2 separate regions of the Manis pentadactyla genome follow, and region 1 is linked to region 2. The links are chromatin contacts, called in public Hi-C maps. All regions are on one chromosome and are shown on one strand. Each heading gives the region's core, a stretch centred on a gene start, on an enhancer-like site or on the middle of the called end of the contact. The rest is flanking DNA. Distances are from core to core; before and after follow the strand shown. Region 1 holds the start of ARF6 (ADP ribosylation factor 6). Region 2 holds the start of VCPKMT (valosin containing protein lysine methyltransferase).

Evidence for each region. Hi-C and Micro-C count contacts between places; a contact is called where the count stands out from the background.
Region 1: a Hi-C map of blood shows a contact between it and region 2, with 3 times the contacts expected there. The contact joins the promoter of ARF6 here to the promoter of VCPKMT in region 2. A contact is called at or near these places in 2 of 3 Hi-C or Micro-C datasets (blood and skin fibroblasts).

What each region holds. Positions count from the first base shown.
Region 1 is chr11:49,978,335-49,985,406 of mManPen7.hap1, forward strand. ARF6 (ADP ribosylation factor 6) reads right to left here and starts at 4,557. Exons shown (of 1, transcript XM_036917145.2): 1 at 1,054-4,557. The coding sequence starts at 4,261. The coding sequence ends at 3,734.
Region 2 is chr11:49,789,714-49,796,725 of mManPen7.hap1, forward strand. It overlaps VCPKMT (valosin containing protein lysine methyltransferase), which reads left to right and starts at 1,421. Exons shown (of 5, transcript XM_036917229.2): 1 at 1,421-1,841; 2 at 1,939-2,038; 3 at 3,132-3,251; 4 at 4,212-4,316; 5 at 6,436-6,754. The coding sequence starts at 1,576. The coding sequence ends at 6,450.

The DNA.
Region 1 (7,072 bases), core at 3,307-5,806, 190 kb after region 2:
GGAAGAGTTTCTTTACCTCTTCTATGGCTCCATCTCCCAACATTTTCTTTCTATACACTTCTAATATTGTAATCTTTTCTACTTTGTCTTTACCATTTAGTATAAATAAAACAAAAGGCTAGATTTTACTGTTATACTCCAAATCCATTATGCTCAGCAATTAGTCACACTTTAAAGTTATTTTTCATTGCTATGTGGTTTTACAACTTTTACCTACAAGGAAAGAGACAAGATTTGCCTTACCATAACCCTGATATACACTTGGGCAGGTCTTGAGGTGGTAACTTTGGAAATTCAGTATGCTTTACCATTCAGATTATGGCTACCATATTTCCAAACTTACATTAAAACATAAAAACCCATTAATGAGCAAAATCTTTTCTACTGCTATCACTGACAAATTGGTTTCTGATAGCCATTAATAAATCACGGTACTAAATATAATAACATTGTAGGGGTTAAATCATTTAGGGGACACACTAAAATATTCTAAAATCAAACTGCGAAAACTGCTGAAAAAAGAGGAAATGCTTACAAAACAGGAAATGTTTTAAAACCCTTTTATCCAACAATTTATTCTTCATCTACTGCTTAAACTTCTAAATGGCTACAATAGTCATTCTTACGAAACAAGCAACTTTGGCTTCTGAAAGATGAACTTTAAAATCCAAAAGTTAATTGTCCAGAGTTAAGACTACTCTGTAGGCCAAATTCTACATAGAACAGTTCTGTAGCCCTGAAAACACTAAGGTTGTGAATTTGAAAAAACAGCATAATAAAAACTGCTATCTAACCTTAACTTAAAAAATTTTTCAGCTTTTGTGTCCTAAATTATCATGGAATCTTACTAAGTTTGGTGGAACGAAATGAGGGCAAAACCTCCTTATACTGCCAGCATTACTAGAACCAAACTGACTTCTTTTTGTTCTTATAAAAGCTAGGTGACTCCCAAATTAACTCACTTTATACCATATGTCCCTGGAGAATAACATGGCCCAACACACCACATGTCCCACTTAATCTAGTTCAAATGAGTAACATAACATGAGAAACTGCACTGGGTAATTCCTTTATTTTCTGCATATTAGTGCTTTACCAACACTACAACCATTAAGAACACAATTCCAAGTACTGTACTTTTTAGTTTGGGGAGATCACAGTCTACAGACTCATTTACTTATATTAGACAAGATTAATTTCATTCAAAACTTACTGTTTATAAATTCATATAAATACAGAAATTGATATAATTAAACAAAAACTTCAGGATCTTATTTTTAAATTCTTAATTATAACTTCTGCAGGCTGCAATTACCTGCCCCATGATTACCAATGGTTATGGTTCAATTTAACTACATCAGTTATCAACCTTTCGTGTCTTTAAAGAAAATGTAACTGAAAAGTACGATTTCTTACGAAAAGGTTTAGGGTTTTCCAAATTCAAGTATTTGCTTTCCCCTCCCCCTCTTCAGTTAGACATTTCAAATAAACTAAAAATAACCACATCTCACCTGCAACATTCAATAACAATCACTTGATGTATAAAATTTTAACTATGCCCCCAGTTATTTTAAGACAAAAAAATGGCTGCCTACCAATCTGTCACAAGTTAGAAATACTACATTTAAGAATTTTAACATGAGGGTTTCAAGTTTCCTCCAGTTTAGGCATTTATACCTTTGTGCTTGTCTTGTTTCAGGATGTTACTATAGCATTGATATTTGCATAACCCATGTTTAGGTACCTTAAAATGTAATCACTTAAAACACTAAGCATTAGATTTATGGTGGAGCTTTAGGAATTTTAAAAGCAACTAAAATGTTCTTAGATGTATCCATCAGCTTCATTTCCAGAGATACTGAAGTGAAACTGAAAACATTGTACCTTAGTTGCATTTTGAATTAAAAAATCCCTCTGCACCATGAGGAGCCTACAACGTAGCACCTTTTCTCATCTGCCTTAAGTAAAATGTTTGTTCAAGAGTTTTACTTTGAATAGTTTTTTATAGCCTTATTTTTCTCATACATCTTTGGTAAAAGCTCCATCATACAATATGGCCAAAGCATGAAGGACCGGTACTGTCCAACTATATACCATGATATCCCGCTCAGTTTCAGGTTTCAGACACCCTCATGAACAAAACCCTCTCCATCTTTTCTTGTATACTACCTTTGCAGTCTACATTTCTTAAGTTCCCTAAGCTTAATTCCTTGAGGATCTCTAAAACTAATCCTTAAGGCTATATAAGAACCAGATGCTGCTTCACAATATTGTATCAAGCATTAACATCTGGTTACTGGTCCTAACCAGCTAAGCAAGTAATCTTGTTAGGATCTGGATATCACCAGTGAGCACATGGCTTACCCTTGAAGAAAAAAGTTTTACATTCATTGTCATCTGTAGGTTCTTTTCATCCTGCTTCTTCCCCTTTGTTCATTCCTCAAACCTACACTTCATTCATTCATCACATTTCCTTCCTTAAGAGATAGTGTATTATTGAACCAACAGGATATCTATTTGCATGAGTTAATCCTACAATCAAACAGAATTACCTTTTTTATAAACATCTTTTCCAGTGTTCTAATTAATGGAGATGTGGATCATTCATCTATAAAAATAGACTTGCACTAATCAGTTGCTGTAATGTTACAACTGGAATGTGTGGTTTTCCACTAGGTAAAATGTGCATATTATTTGAATTGTTAAATGCTTAATGAACAAAGTAAACATTCTAGTAATTTTTAAATTATTGGTCTTAAACAGTTGAAATACGGTAAAGTATATATTCCAGTTTCACCCCATAATCACTTAAAATATCTACAAATATTTCATCTGTGTGTGGTATATACCATTATTGCTCCATTTTCTGGGAAGAATGTATCTTTAAAGTTAGAAGATGGAAAACATAGCAAAGTTAACTAACTTTGCAGTGAAAAAAGTCTGTCCTCGACAGGTTACACTTTCGTATTTTTATGCAGTGTTAACTATGTAATGGGGAACTTGAGTTTTATCCCTACTCATGCATGATGTATGTTTCAGAACTTAATAGCTGACATTTCAAAGAACTTCTTACATTACCTGTTTAACACACTTATGTGCTACTGGAACATATTACAATGGTATTACTCACTTCTGCCACTATGGGCTAAGTTTGCTATACTGGTCTTCGATATAAAACGTCACATTTTGAAAATCACTAAGTTAGAACTCATAAGGGAGGGGAAAAGGCCTTAAATATAAAAGACAAACGGCAGTTTGATTAAGCAATAATTTTCAGTTTACTAGATGAAACAGACTCGCAACATAGTCTGCATGAATGCAAAATAAGCCATCTACAGCAAGTGATAAAGTGGGCAAAAAGAAAAAAAAGCATACACTGGGAAAAAAAAGATTCTTTCAAAATAAAAAAAAAAATCAAACCATTATTATAAAGGACTTTACCAGACTTATTTTACCCCCATCCCATTTGCTGGAAGTCGGCAAGAGCATCTAGCACTTTGTGTTCACGTCAAATGTCGTTTATCAGGGCGTCCTAAAGCAAAGGAAAAAAGGAAAAAAGAAAAAAGAAAATAAAAAGAAAACCCCTAACCCCCGCCCAAACCGTAAGAACAGTAACTCCAGAGTTCAAATTCAAAAGAGGAGAATGTGGCAATTGAAAGAGGTGATGGTGGTGATAATCCTATGAATGGGTTTTTGATTTCTCTCCTTCCGGGGGATGGGTGAAGAATGCTCATTAGGATTTGTAGTTAGAGGTTAACCATGTGAGCCCCTCGTAGAGTCCGTCCCCTGAGGTGGCACAGGAGGGCTGCACATACCAGTTCCTGTCCCGAATCCGAGTCAGGCCCAGTTTCTCCTGGATCTCGTGGGGTTTCATGGCATCAGGCAGGTCCTGTTTATTGGCGAAGATGAGGATTATGGCGTCCCTCATCTCCCGATCATTGATTATACGGTGCAGCTCCTGGCGGGCCTCGTCGATGCGGTCGCGGTCGGCGCAGTCCACTACGAAGATCAGACCCTGGGTCCCGGTGTAGTAATGCCGCCAGAGAGGCCGGATCTTGTCCTGGCCGCCTACATCCCATACGTTGAACTTGACGTTTTTATAAGTCACCGTCTCCACGTTGAAACCCACGGTGGGGATGGTGGTCACCGACTGGCCCAGCTTCAACTTGTACAGGATTGTTGTCTTGCCGGCTGCGTCCAGGCCCAACATGAGGATCCGCATTTCCTTGTTCCCGAAGATCTTAGAGAGCACCTTCCCCATCGCGTCGGAGGAGCCGGGGCCGGGGGCATCCAGGTGTCCCGGGTCCCCTCAGCCAACAACACCGCTGCCGCCGCCAAACAGAAACGAAGCCTCCCGGACGCGAGGGCACCCGTGCGGCCTGCGTGGGAGCTGCCTCCTCGGGGCAGGGGCCCGGGCCCGCCGTTCACTCAGGCATCACCGACCGCACAACTTGGTTTCCCCACTCGTGGCCGCCGCCGGGGCCCTGCGTCTGCGCCGGGAGAGCCGCCGCCCTGCTAAGGCGCGGCCGGCCCGGAACTGCCCTTCCCCCCGCAGGCGCCGCGCGAGCGCCTCCGCGGTACCCGCTCCTCCGCCTTCTCCTCTCTCCGCCGCGGGACACTGCGGCCCTCTGGCTCGCTCGCCGGTCCGACCGCCGGGCTCACCACCGACCCAGGCCACCCGAGAGTCAGTTCGGCTCTGGCGCCTCGTCAGGTCATTGATCCTCGCGGGAACTCGGTGCTCTCCCTGCAGAGAAACATTAAGAAAAAAGGGAGTTACTGCCCGAAAGCTAGAGGGAGACGGAAACTGAGGTGGCCCACCTTTCCAGTTCGGCCCAGGAGGTTACCTCCAGCCGCCGCCCCGAGCGAGGGCTACCTCCGGCCTCCACCACCTCCTCCCAGTTCTGCCGCCGCCGCCGCCGGAAAAGGCGCCGAACAGACCGCTTCACTTCCCCTCCCCACCACGCAGGCGCAGCAGAGGCCGACCGTTCAGACAAGAGCGACCTCTGTAAAGAGAGCGGCCCGCGCGCCAAACGTCATGGGCGCCACGCGTGGAGGGGCGGGACTACGGCGGCTCGGCCGGCTCACAGGGCCGCTCAGCCCCCAGACCCGCGAAACTTGGACTCTGACCCTCGCCCTCCTGTCGCTGCTCTAGTCTCTTCCCTTCTCTCCTTACCTATTACGCGCCCTCTTGTGCCTCCACCGCGACTCGAATCAGAGAAGTAAATACGCTGGGGAGCTCCGCTGGGTGGGGCCCGCGGGCAGCCTGCTCGCCAGACGAACGCCTCCTCCCGCTGCTTCCAGGCCTGTTCTCAGACCTCAGTGTCCGCCCGATGCTCCACGAGTTCCCTTCCTGGCCTCCTAGGCTTCGCGCGCCCCCAGTGTTCCAGGGAAGCCCTACCCGCTGTTTTTACCTTTACCCCAACTCCTCCGTGGCTTCCTTTGTCTCTCGTTTTCTGTGTGTTTCCTGGAAGACACGTCGGGCCACTTGTGTGAAATCTGCCAGTGTGGCGCTTTTACTAGGCTTGGGTTTGCTTGGATGCCTTTCTTTGGAGTATCTGAGCCATCTCGTCAGGACTAGTCCATGTTTCTTTAAAAGTATTATCAAGAGTTCCCGTGCCTTGCCGCGTTTTCAACTTTTTAGAAGGTGATATCTTTTCAAGTTTAAATGTCACTTTTAATGTGATTAGCAGAAGCTTCTCACCCACCCATCCCATACTTTAAGAAGCCTATATGAAACAGTCTTAGCATAGGATTTAGAATCAGAAAGACTACATCTTTGGCCAGGATCTAGGCATTTAACCTTGCTGCGTTTGTTATCTCGTGTGTAAACAGTGTAATACTGACCTTGCTCTCTGCACCCACTTGAGGTTGAAATAACAGAATGTTTGTGGAAGACTTTAGGAAACCTTGTATCAAATGGTTAGTGACAAGTTTGACTTAAAAGAAGGTGAAAGCCTAAAAAACTCGAAACCCAAGGGGAGCAAAAACAGGAAATTTTTTTTTTAAAGGAAAATGCTGTAACAGCGTTTATGGTAACTTTATTTCACAATTTAAGAAAATTTGATGATGATAGGTTGATTAAATGATAACCTTATAAAATTCAGTGTGAAATAAACACTGAAGTTGTTAATATTCTGACTGATCTACTGTACTTCCATCTGCCTTATTTTACACTGACATAAAGCTGAAAAAAGTTTTGGAGTCATAAGGGTTCAGAGTGTCTCCCCTCCATTTTACAGTTGTGCATTCTTAAGTCACAGCCTTTGTAATCTTCATTTTCTTTATCTGTAAAATCGGAGAATGATAGCACTAATGACAATAGTCAACATTTATTGTTATGGTAAACACTGTAGTAAATACTTTATATATCTTACTTTAATCCACACGGCAACCATATGAGGTAACTTTGACTATTAATATTTTACATATGAGGAAACCGAGGGTCAGAGAGGTTAAGTGATGTTTTGAAAGTCACAGAGCTGAGATTAAATTATGAATCAAAAGTTCATCCTCTTAATCCAAAAATTATGCTGTCTTTCTCTACTTCACAGAGTTGTTCGAAGCTCAATTACTGTATTTCTTAAAATGTTTTAAATTATAAAGTGTCATAGTAGTTACTGTTATATTTAAGGGAGGAATTTTTTTGTATGTCACAAATAGAGGTGAGTATTGTATTTTGTTTCATTGCAACATTATAGTTTTCTGAGGGCATATTACAGTGTTTCCAAGTAGATGGGAGAATTGACCTGCTGTGCTTGGATTTATTTTCCAATGGAAGGCGTGATATACTTTAAAACAGAAGCAACTTGAAGCACTAGCATCTACCTGCCACTAACACTGTGCTAGGGATAAAAAAATATTTTTGAAAGCCATGTTCCATTTACATTCCTCCAGAATGCAGACTTCATGGAGGTAGAGACTTGGCCCTGTCAATGTAATGTCCTCAGTGACAGCATATAGGTACTTCCTTAGTTCTTCCTCTTTAACCAGAAGTTCTGTCATCATTTGAATGATTGAATGCCTTTTATACCATATAAGAAAACAAAAAAGGAAAGGCACGTACTATTTTTAT
Region 2 (7,012 bases), core at 171-2,670:
ATTTGCACTGTAGAATCTGCTAAAATAATGGTTTAAAGTGACATTGATTGCACTGAAAAGGGATAGTGCATTGTGGAATTTTTCAAATTTGAGTAATAGATGCCTTTTTAAGGCAATGAATTTACACAATTAGGGGGTGTATGGTGTTAGGGATTTTTAAACCTATTTAAACCTATCTTCTAGTTTTTACTTCTAGTTTTTACATTTAAAATTATGAATAATACCCATTGTTCTTAAACTCTTTAATGCCATGTCTTAAATGTCAGAATTTGCTGCTGAAGACAAAAATGAAAAATAGAATGAAAATAATAGAATGCACTGTTTGTCAAAATGTAAACAAAGACTACCTAACCTAATCATAAGAGGGAAAAAGGGCATGTATCTCATTCAGATGTGCCTTTTTTTTTTTGCAGACTAGGTGTCTTTAGCTAATGAGTTGACTATTATTTTGGAAAAAAAAGTTAATATGCCATGTATGTACAGTTTTGTTTATATTGTATATTTAAAGATAACTGCTAATACCCTATAGAGATTTAAGTGACTTGAGGCCTATAATACAATCTGCTACTTTATTTACTAATTAAAAAATTAAGAGGAAAAGTTTCTTATGGCATAGGAACCAACTACCTTGCCTTCAAAACCTAGTAACTTTATAAATCTTATGTTAACTAAAAATTTTTTTAAATATTTTTTTAAATTGGTAATATTTAAACCAGAAAATACTTAAAGCTTTATTAAACTTTTTAATCAGAGAAGTAAAACTTTAGCCATTTGGACTCATTCGTTGAAATTGATGGAAAGTGTTTTGCTGATAGTGCTGTAGCAGCAATTGTAAAGAAGCCAAAAGCCACGTTATCTATTTACTGGTCTGTGGCCTTTTACTGTGCTTTGTATCAGAGTTCTTAACAAGATTAATAAATCACCCCAGTCTTAATTTTTAAAAGACTTTTAAAATACGTGTGTTCATTGTAAAGAACAAGGGGGGAGATTGTTATGTAGAAATATATATACGTACACATTATTTTCAGCATTTTGTGCGAATTACACAATCCCAAAGAATTTAATGTAAATTTGAGGGACAACTTTGTCTTCAGTTAAACGCAGTTATCAAGCTTCCAGCAACTGCTTTTATAAATCCAGATGAAAAATTAGGAACATGCCAGGAAACTTGATAAGGAGGATTATAGCCTTCCTTGGTAGGACCTTGGAAGCTGCCTGGATTTAAGGCTAATTACTGTGACAAGCGATCTCCACAACCAGGTAAGGATGATGGCTTTATTTTTAAAGGACAGATCATAATATTAGTTCTCTGTGTAAGAGTGACTTAAAACTGCCTGTTCGTTAAACCAGACTTTAAATTTAGAGGAGCGTGTAGATCCACCGTTTGGCGGAAGCCGGCGGCTCTACTGGCTACGCCCAGGTAACACTGCCTTCCGGCCTTCGTGCCTTCGCGCACGCGCCGTGGCGTCAACTCAGCCCCCCGGGAGGTGCCGGGCCCCTCGCAAGGCGGGGCCGCAGGGCGGTGCGCTTGGTAGTGACGTCATTGCGTGCGCCGCATTCTGTTGCCGGGCAGCGATGGCGACAACCCCGGAGTCCTCCGTGGAGGACCCTCTGCAGAACTTTGTGCGAATTTTGGAGAAGCGAGATGGCACAGTATTACGACTGCAACAGTATGGCTCCGGAGGCGTAGGTTGTGTTGTTTGGGACGCTGCTATTGTACTTTCTAAATACCTGGAAACGGCCGGGTTTTCCGGCGATGGGACCCACGTTCTGTGCCGGCGGTCGGTGCTGGAGCTGGGCTCCGGTACCGGGGCAGTGGGACTCATGGCTGCTACCCTCGGGTAAGAGCTGGCGGGAGGGGGCGCCGCTTTGTTCGAGAAACCTGGATCACAGGCTTCCCACCCGTGTGCCTACACTTCAGTTGATGTTATTTTATAGGGCAGATGTTGTAGTCACCGATCTTGAGGAATTACAAGACTTGCTGAAGATGAATATTAATATGAACAAGCATCTTGTCACTGGTTCTGTTCAAGCCAAGGTACTGAAATGGTTTGTATGGCCTTTAAGCTTGTTTTAAGATAATGATTTGTATTTTGCTTTAAATTTCGTTTCACTGAAAGCATGTTTAATACGAAGGGGACTTTACGGGTCTTGTTGATAAAAAAATATTTTAAGTCATTAAAGCAACAGATAAAATATTTGATTGACATTTTTAAGGGGGGAAGAAATAGAGGACTTTACTTCTCCGCCAGACTACATACTGATGGCTGACTGCATATACTATGAAGAGGTAAGTATTAAGCGAGTGAGGTCTCTTTCTTTAGAAGATATACTGTATTTGGTGGGTTCCAAAGCACACGTTTTTTTACGTTTTAACATCTCTGAATACAGGATATTTGTCCTATAGTTGATAACACAGTGAAGAGAAAATAAAAGCCACCGGGGACTACCTGTATACATATACACTCATGATTAACATATAGGCCTGTGAAGCCTGTTGAGAAAAGTGTTATGTGCATTTTACTAGAGGTTTCTGTAAAATTTTTAAAGGATTTTGCCATTCGGATCTGTTATGAAAACCTAAAATTACATTTTTTTACTTAAATGTTCCTAGTGAACATATTAACGATGACATTGAGAATTGAGTTGCATTGTAAAAAGTTCTTTGTTCTGTGGAAGGATTGACTCAGAATGATTTTTTTAAAATATGAGTTTATATAGATAGCATTGTGGGCATCATTCATTTTTTAAATAATGATCATTGAGCCAGTTTATGTTCAGGTTAGGGTCAGACTTGCTTTTGTAGGTGAATTGCTAATTGTTTAAACCCCAAGTAAATTAGATTAAAGAAAATTTTTAAGAGTGAAGTCAGTTCCATTTGTTTTCCTGTGGGGATCTGAAATGCAGTCACTTGAATCCTTTCTCTGGAAACTGAAGTCAAAACTGTTTTGTTGAGGAGTTTGCCAGTCATTAGTTAATGAGCTGTAACTACATGTATTTTGTTGGATTGATTCAAAGATGGATCAATTGGAGGGGAGTAATAATTGCCCCTTCCCATTTCCCCTACTCCCTTTTACAGTAAAAATACAAAAATTTAAAAAGTCATAAATATTGTATTCCTTTTTGAACAGTCTTTGGAGCCATTATTGAAAACCCTAAAAGATCTTAGTGGATTTGAGACTTGTATTATATGTTGTTATGAACAACGAACAATGGGAAAAAATCCAGAAATTGAGAAAAAATATTTTGAGGTGAGTACTCTTCTGTAGTGATTACCCTTCAGGGAGGCTCTGTGTGACTGTATTCAAGTATATTATGGTAACTGAGTGGGGAAAACATTCTGCCTGTGTGAACCCAGGATAGGATCCTTTATAGCCCACCTTTCTACTAAACTCCCCCCTCCTTTTTATATGATTTAGTAGCTAGAGAAAAACAGAAAGTAGTTAATGGTGACAACTTTGTCTTTTCTGAGAACATTTCTTCATTAAACATGATAGCTTTGGGGACTATATTAATGATGTATATATTACTCTTGGAGAATATATCATACAAACATGATTTGTGATAGGTTTTAAGTCTGTGTTTTCCTCTACATTTTTATGAAAGTTAGACCAAGATAACTATTTTCAGGGTTTTCTTTAACCTTTTATTTTGAAATAAAAACTCAGAGTTTCAAAAGTAGCACATAGTATCCAATGTATCCTTCACCCATCTGCCACCAGTGGTCAACCAAACCATTTTTATGTTCCTAAGTCCATGAAAATTACAAGTGACTCTTCACATATATATAGCCCTGAAATTTATCCACTGATAAAACTACAAAACTACCAAAAATGACATTGATTAAATGAGAAAGCAAATATATGACACTGCCTCATACATATACTAAAATGTTTTTTTACATGTTTTTCTTGAATATGAAGAATGTTACTGAACTTTTGAAACTATAATTGAAATTTTTTTATTGTTAAACAGTGTCAGTTGAGTTACAACTTAGGTAAAATGCACATATGTCAAGTGCTCAGCTCAGTTTTTCATGTGTAGACACCCAAGTAATCACTACCCAACATAAAGATAAAGAACATTTTTAGGACCTCAGAAGGCCTCCTGTGCCCCTTCCCAGTCTGTATTACTCCATCATTCAGACTTCTGTCACCATAAAACAGTTCATATTAATTGAATTTGAAGATGTATCTCTTTTCAATTTATAGCTCCTTCAATTAGACTTTGACTTTGAAAAAATTCCTTTGGAAAAGCATGATGAAGAATATCGAAGTGAAGATATTCATATTCTATACATCAAAAAGAAAAAATCGGTAAATACCTACCCAAATCTTCATCCTGAGATTTCATTACCTAGGCATGGTTTCTAAGCTAATGTGTGGTGTAGATGTTGATTTTGTTGTGGAGAAACAGGTATGATGATTCACTAGACTCAGGCGCTAACTCTCAGTGTTAAGATCTCTTAACTATTTGGTCTTGGGTTCTTCCTCTGAAATAAAACAGGCTTCTTTTACAAATGTCCTCTTCAGTTGTCAGTTATATAGCTTTATAATTGGGCATTACCTCAGACAAGTAACTCAGCTATTTATGTTTCTGTTATCACTTACAGATTTTAAAATGCATTTTCCAGCCTTTCTGAACATTCCACAACCATTCAGATTTTTTTTAACAGTCAAAGTAAACTAGAACAAGGCAAATCTGGCCAGTGAAGAAAAATGCACTCAGTTAAATAGAATTTATGTACATTCCCTTTTGATTGCTTCCTTTACCTGTTAGTAACAATTAAATTTTACACAAGTTACCTCTGTGATGCCTAGAGTTTGAGCCTGTAAGGAGCAAAAAATTATATCTCATCCATTTTTGTATCCCAGTACCTTTTGTGTGTGTGACTGGTATAAGGCAAGGACATGTTCAATTTTAGAAATTAAGGGTGCTAAATTTAACAAGCCCCACTTGTGTCTATATTCTTTGCTTTGATTGAAATTGCTCATGATGAAGTTCTCTGATTATGTAAATTCTAGCCAAAAACAAATAATTTGTGTATTTGGGACCAGACTAGGTGTTAGGACTGTAAGGAAAGATAAGTGGTGGGATTACGAATTCAGATTAACTAAACTTTGTGTGGTATGGTGCCAGAGACACAAAGATAAATTAAAAAATGTTTTATGCCTTAAGGGATCCAGTATTAGCTGAAGCTGTTATATAATTTTAAAAGTAGAATTCTTTTTGAAATATAAAGACTTTATGTTTCCTAGCAATTAGGACTTTTTTTTGGTAAGATTCATTTCTTTTTTTTAAATTGATATTCACATACCATAAAATTCACCCTTATTTAAAGTTTACAATTACGTGGTTTTTAGTATATTCACCAAGTTGTACAACCATCACCACTCTCTGCTTTTAAACATTTTCATCACCCCAAAAAGAAATCCCATACCCATTAGCAGTCACTTCCTGTTGCTGCCTCCTGCAACCCCTGGCTGCCACCGATCTAGTTCTCTCTGAATTTGTCTATTCTGAATATTTCATATAAATGAAATTACATACTATGTGGTTTCCCGTGTCTGGCTTTCATTCAGCAGTGTTTTCAAGGTTCATGTCATAGCATGCATCAGCACTTTATTCCTTCTGTATTTGAATAATACTCCTTGTCCATCCAATAGTCATTTGATGGGTATTTAGTTGTTTTTACTTTTTACTGAATGAATAATGCTACCAAGAAGATTTATGTAAATATTTTTGTGTGATATGTTTTCAAATCTCTTGGGTATTTACCAAGAGTAGAGTTTAGGTCATACGGGAACTCTGTGTGTAACTTCTTGAGGAATTGCCAAACTGTATTCTAAAACTACTATACCATTTTACATTCCTGCCAGCTATGGCTAAGAGTTTCAATTTCTCCATATCCTTACCAACACTTGCCATTGTCTATCTTTTTGATAATAGCTACCTTAGGTGCAAAGTGGTATTTCATTGTGGTTTTTATTTTCATTTCCCTAATGACTAGTGATGTTGAATGTCTTTTCATATACTTATTGGCCATTTGTATATCTTTACAGAAATACTTTGCCTGTTTTTAAATTGTGTCTTTTTCCTGTTGATTTGTAAGAGTTTTTTTAATATATTCTGGATAGTAGGCCCTTACCAGATATATGACTTCCAAATACTTGGTCCCATTCTGTGCATTGTCTTTTTTTTTTTTTTTGGTAGTATGTCCTTTGAATCACAACGGTTTTTAATTTTTATGATGTCCAGTGTATCTTCTTTGTGCTTTAGGTATCAGCAAAGAACAACCTCTAACTGTTATGCATGGTTGTTCATTTAAATGGCATTTAGCCATTACTAGGCATATTACCTAGTATTAAGTACTCAGTAAATATTTAATTTGTGATAAAAAGTCAACCTTTAAAGTTACCATTTTTTTTCTTATAGAAATTTCCATCATGAAATCTTTAGTCATCTTACCCAAGCCTCTAACAGTGTGGGTAAGCCAAAGATGTAAATGGAGCATGTGAATACAGCATGGGAAGATTGTGTTCACAAATTTTCCAGCATGTCCTTAGAGATCCGATATACAAATGGCAACTACCACGGGCCGGCCACCTGCAACTTGAAAAATGATTGACTACCTGCCTGCCTTCTAATGGGCCTGAAATCCAATTTAGTTTATTTTAAGTCCGGATCAAGTTCTGCTTAAAAGAAACACGTGTATCAGTCACTTCTCCAATAAAAACAGGTATTCACTATAAAAACAGTGAAGCAGCATGGTTAACTTGGTGTGTTTTCTGGAAACTAGAGATAAATTGTTCTAATTTCTAGAGGGAGATATCTAGTATTATATAATAATGTTTAATATCAAACCAGTAAATTATAGTTTGTCTTCAAGATAGGGAAATTTAAAAGGTTTTCATTTTAACATAATTATGCAGTGGTTTTTATCATACGTATCCTCCAATTCATTAATTTTAAAACAACTTTCATACTTAAATGTTCTTTTACTTAAAAAAAA